Regions from separate parts of the Mus musculus genome. Here region 1 is linked to region 2. A link is a contact called in public HiChIP or PLAC-seq data. All regions are on one chromosome and are shown on one strand. Each heading gives the region's core, a stretch centred on a gene start, on an enhancer-like site or on the middle of the called end of the contact. The rest is flanking DNA. Distances are from core to core; before and after follow the strand shown.

Region 1 (2,700 bases), core at 160-2,659, 950 kb after region 2:
GTCATCCTCGGCTACCAAGGGAGCTAACAGCACGGGCTATATGACATCCTGCCTTTTAGAGAAATCCATACATCCGATATGCCAGCACCCCTTCCAACCCAGGAAGCAAACGCATAGGGTCTGATCTGGGCTTGTCTGGCCAGACTCCCCCTGAGACTTGAAATCTCGAGTGGGATTCTCAAAGGCATCTTTCTGTTTCCTGGATTCACCTTTTGGAGACAGGTTTCACTCAACTGGCTTCAAATGCACAAGTCCTTCCTTCTCCCTTAGCTTCTCGAACGCTGGCCTTAGAGACTTGCACCTCCACCCTTCACATCAGAACCCAGTTTTGACTCTGGTAGCCAAGGTCTACACGCTCAGGCGGCAGAACCTTCCCCTCTCCCCCCTGTATGGGTGACACACCCCTGCTTTTTCCCACTGCTGACCCCACTTGCTCAGTTTTCTAAGCCCATGTCTCCAGTTCCCCTGATCATTTATTGTGTTCTTCAACAGTCTCTCCTTTTCTGCCTTGCTGAAAAGCCTTTCAACAAATCCTTTACTGCTCGTCCAAGAGATCCTATCAACTAATCCCTTAGCAACATGACAACAGAAACATTTCTCTGGGCTGGCGATGTAGGGCCGTGGTAGCACACTTGCATAGCACGTGTGCGCTATAATGGGGGAGGGGGGAGGCATATAAATGGTATCAAGAATGTGAGAAAACTAGAATGGCATAGAAATCTGTCCACGAGGCTGTGTGGTGCATGCATGCAATCCTAGTATCTTGGAAGCTTGAGGCAGGAGGATTATGAGTTCTGAGCCAGCCTGGGCTATTCAGTAAAACCCTGCCTCAAAATAAAAACAAGGGCTGGCAAAATGGCTCAGTGGGTAAGAGCACTGACTGCTCTTCCAAAGGTCCTGAGTTCAAATCCCAGCAACCACATAGTGGCACACAAACATTCGTAATGAGATCTGACGCCCTCTTCTGGTGTGTCTGAAGACAGGTACTGTGTACTTACATATAATAAATAAATAAATCTAAAAAAAAAAAAACCAAAACAAATGGCAAAACTATTATACATGTATGCCAACAGTATGCTTAACAATAACCAAGAAACAAAACCACCCAAGCGCCCATTGTCTGTTGATATGGACACTGGTATAATTTATACAGTGGGATATCACTGTACATTAAAAACGAAAGGCTGGTGCATGGATCAACATTACAAAACCTGAGAACATTCTGCCAACTGAAAGAAGCCAGTGACTCGAGCTACTTATTGATAACTCTGTTTATGTCAAATGTCTAGAATGGGCAAGTCGCAGACGGCAAGGTGGCGGCTGCCAGCACCAGGGCCTGAGGACAGGGAGGATGAGCGAGGAGTTTGTATGAAAGGAAGAAAATGTTCATCTTAGGAATGATGGTCACTGTAGACATCTGTGAAAAAAACAACACCCACTGAGCTGGGTACTTCCCAGGTGAGTGTTGTGCTATGAGAATTATAAACTTATCTAAAGGCACACGCACATGGGGTTCTGTCATCTGGTACATAGAGGTGACCTTCAGATTCATGCTGGTGGTGAGAAGGGGGGAGGAGCATCCGCCAGCACAGCGACTGCCGCTCAAGAAACGCCAGCAGTTTCTAATTTTACACTGCCCTACATTTGTTGCTTTTTGGGGCTTTTGACTCACTCTACGAGCTTGGCCAAACAGAAATGCCTTTTATGTTTTATTACAACGGCTAAACTGGGAAATCAACTCACCAATTGCTTTTTCACAAAAGGAAATGAGCTAAAAACAACCTAGATGTAAAGCAGAGCTCAGTGGGATGAATGTGTTTGCAGAGAGAGTCCACTAGTAATGCAGCGTTTTGTTATTTTAAAACACATTCCGTTTCATTTACAGTAAGTGGCAAACACTGTTCTGAGAGGCACGGCAGAGCTGTCGGATGGTAAAGCGAGATGACATCTTGTTTCCATTTTCATTTTCTTCCAGCTCATCTTCTCATTGTAAATCATTTTCCATTGTGGGAGGATATTAAATTTAAATCAAATTGAAGGTGGAAAAAAATGCAGCGGCTGCATTAATCAATTCATTTCCCTGACTAGCCCTGCCTCCTGCAGCTCTTTTTAGCAAACGCTGTGGTCTGAATAGTTACAATTTTTAAAGAGTTTTCAAGGACCATGCCCTATCTTTCCTGGATCTGAACAAATGGGGTGTTTCTTTTCTTGAGCAGAAAAAAAAAGCTCATTTTAAGGTCAAGAAACTGATTTGTCAAGAAAAACATTTTTTTAACTTAACTATGATATGAATATTTAAAATGCATTTGAATATTCTCTCACAGGGAAAGATGGAGCCTGCAAGCATTTGAGGGACGGCATTATAGTTGCTTTGTAAACACTAATAAAATGTGTTCACCCCTCCTTAGACTAGCCTAGGAGCTCTGAAGGGGTGTGTGTGTAAACGTCTCCACCCACAATTATTTAAGTCAGCCAAAGTTCATCACACAAGCTCAGGAACAGTCAGAAACTGAGACACAGCAAAGTCAAATCACTTCCCCAGCTGAACCTAAGGAAGTTCAGCACCAGCGCATGCTAACATACACACACACAGGCACATGCACACACTCAGACAGACACTCACAAGCACACACAGACACACGCACACAGAGTCACATGCACACACTCAGACAGACACTCACAAGCACACACAGACACACG
Region 2 (2,700 bases), core at 35-2,534:
TGTAATAGTGACTTTCTTTTTAAATTTTACTCTTATAAATCAGGCTCCTAAATCCAAAATTCATTTTAGCTTCCAGGAAGTACTTGTATTACACATTAAAATAGCATACAGTACTTTAAGAGTAAGGAACAGGTGAGGATATTCTGAGAATCAGGAGAGAACAGCTAGAGAATTAACTGTTGTGCTATTGACACAAGTATAATGTGTTATGTATAAATATATGTTCAAAACAGTCACATGATGGCAGACCACCAATTCTCTTGGAGGTATACTTTTAATTCTCCTTGACACTGGAGAACACCAGATGGTGAGTTCTGGACCATTCTGTGTGCTGTAGCAGAACATCACTAATAACTGTCTCCACCTGAAAAACATGGATTGTTTTCCTCCTCTGTACCCGTAGTGGTTACTGTGGTACCAGGAAGCTTTCTTAGAAAAAGCAACCAATGCTTTTGCTAGATTTCTGTTGCAATGTTTTGTCATCTGCTGCCTTCCCAAGGAGCAACAATCACAGCAATAAGAACTGCAGTTGGGATCATCCTTGGAGATTCTGCCTCTGTTTAAGTCCGCGCAGTTGTTTGGTAAAGCGTGTCCAGCCTCCATGTCCAGAGCTAATTTTCTTTCCTTCCATCTCCTGCTGAGATCCCAGGCCTGTGCAGCCTGGTCTGCGGGTCAGAAGGCACTGTCTCACACCAGGGCGCTGCTGTTTCCTTTTCCTACTGAGTAGATTGCAGAATATACTGGAACATGCCTGAGAAAAGGTCAGAAAGAAGGCTGAGAGTCCAGGAACTGCAGCTGGGAAGCTTGTCATCCTCATCTGTGAGGGAAAGGAGGCGGGCTAGGGGCCTGAGGGAGGGAGAGCAGAGCTGGAGGGAGGGAGGGAGGGACAGACACTCCCTTTCTGACCAAAAGCAACCCATATACTAGAAATTCCAGTTTGTACTGAGCACTTAAAAAAAATAAATATACATATATATGTTTTAAAGGATTTTATTTGATTTTGATTAAATAATAGTTGAGATTTAGTTGAGAATGCTTTAATGTTAAATTAGACCACAAGCAAGAGCTAAGCATGCTTTCTAGCTTTGCAGAGCTCAGCTATCCAGTGATTGTTTTAGGACAAGCTACCATTGTATTCTTTTTAACAGAGTCAAGAAGTCAACTTTTCAACTCCAGAATTAACTTAAAACTCTTTGGTAAATTTTGCTGCTTTATACCCGCCAAGTCCAGGGCCGGATAGTAAAAGCAGACCGGCAGTTTTGCTTTTGTGTGGGACGGACTGTGCGCATGCGCAGAGGCTCTGAGCGCTTCTTACCCAGCTTTCCTCTGGGACTGGGTAGACAGGAGGACGCTTGTACGCTGTCCTCAGAATAGCGAGAGTGTTGGGAGGAGGATGGAGATGAGGAAATATTGGGAGAAAGGATGTTTCTATAGGGTTGGGAGTGCCAGGAACCCGCGAGTTTGGGTTTGAGGGGTACCCTTGTTATTTTAATTTCCAAATACAATTTCCATTACTTGCAGCCAGGAGCTTGATGGGGTGAGAAGCAGAGCCCCTCAACTGTGGCAGATCCCTTTAGTCTGTGGAGATTGATGAAAACGGACTGGACTGAGGCATCTGGTTTGCTGAGACATGGATGGTGTCTGTCATAAGCCCTTTTAAATAGCCTGCCTGATGCCTGATGTGGGTTAGGGCCCTATGTCTAAGGAGCACAGGAAAACCCAGAAAACTGCAGACCTCCTAACTATGCTGTCCCATGGGCACGCTAATTTGCTCTTGTAAAGGAATCTTAACATCTCTATGCCTGTTTGTCCTCGGATCCCCAGTGACCTCCTAAGAGGCTCACCGGACACCCCATTGTTCGTTGTCTGTGTTCTTTCTCACAGCCCTCTTTCTTAAGGAGTCTTTCTAAGGCTCCCACTCATGACCACGTGTATCTCACGCTTCTGCTAACCTGGCACGGGTTTTCGGCTGTCTCCCACTCTGAGTTCCCCCTTGCAGGAGATTCCAGAGCTGTGACTGCTGCACATCATGCTTGGTGGTTTTCTTTTCCTTACTTCATGGTGTGATTGGGCAGCAAAGAGGATCAGGAGGAGCGATGGCCTCATTCATTTGTTCATTCGTTTCCTCTCACGTGTCCTGAAGAAGTCCATGCACAGAGTATGCTGATAGTAGCTCTAGCGTTCAGCAGAATGTGAAGTGCTCAGCACTTTCGGGGTCTTGCTTCCCTTAGAAATGTCTCGTGCTTGGCAGTTTGCCTCGTTCACATGTTCTCACTTCCCTGCATCCAGAAGCTGGGAATCCAGTCCTGGCAGCTTCTGCACAGAGGCTAAAGATAAAGCAGAAAGGAGCCAAGCTTCCTCCCACATTACCTGGGAGTTGCTGTTGATGGCTTTTCCACAAATGTCCGGGTTTGTCAAAGCCCAGTAAATCTTGGAAAGTTTATTTTCCTTGTAGCATCTGTGTTTTATAATGGGTCTTTTAATTTGTTTTTACTCTGTCTGCAGGGATTTCTTTTGTCCGGAGTTTTCAGACTCTTGGCTTTTTTTCCTTTCCTGTGGAAGTGAGTCCGTTAATGATGACTGGTTTGGGAATATGACGCTCTGCAAACCTGACCTGGGATGCCGCTCCTCCGGAGCAGCCACAAAGCACGCTGGTGCTTCCCCTCTGTCCATTTTCATCCTCAACGTAATCCATTTGCC

The links. HiChIP or PLAC-seq counts read pairs in DNA pulled down with a chosen protein or histone mark.
Region 1: a contact with region 2 is called in an H3K4me3 HiChIP or PLAC-seq map of bone marrow-derived macrophages, with 9 times the contacts expected there. The contact joins two enhancer-like sites. A contact is called at or near these places in 2 of 115 datasets of contacts at active chromatin or transcription factors (bone marrow-derived macrophages and stem cell-derived neural progenitor cells).

Annotation. Positions count from the first base shown.
Region 1 is chr11:86,471,347-86,474,046 of GRCm38.p6, forward strand. No RefSeq gene overlaps it. Among named protein-coding and RNA genes, the nearest start is that of Rnft1, 12 kb to the right of the region's middle. Within about 2 kb of position 1,410, at least 101 of the 459 cell types and tissues checked have an H3K27ac peak or open chromatin away from gene starts, as enhancers often do. A contact at or near this core is called in bone marrow-derived macrophages, where this site is marked.
Region 2 is chr11:85,523,082-85,525,781 of GRCm38.p6, forward strand. The region is part of intron 15 of Bcas3 (breast carcinoma amplified sequence 3); the gene reads left to right. Among named protein-coding and RNA genes, the nearest start is that of Bcas3, 170 kb to the left of the region's middle. Within about 2 kb of position 1,285, at least 82 of the 459 cell types and tissues checked have an H3K27ac peak or open chromatin away from gene starts, as enhancers often do. A contact at or near this core is called in bone marrow-derived macrophages, where this site is marked.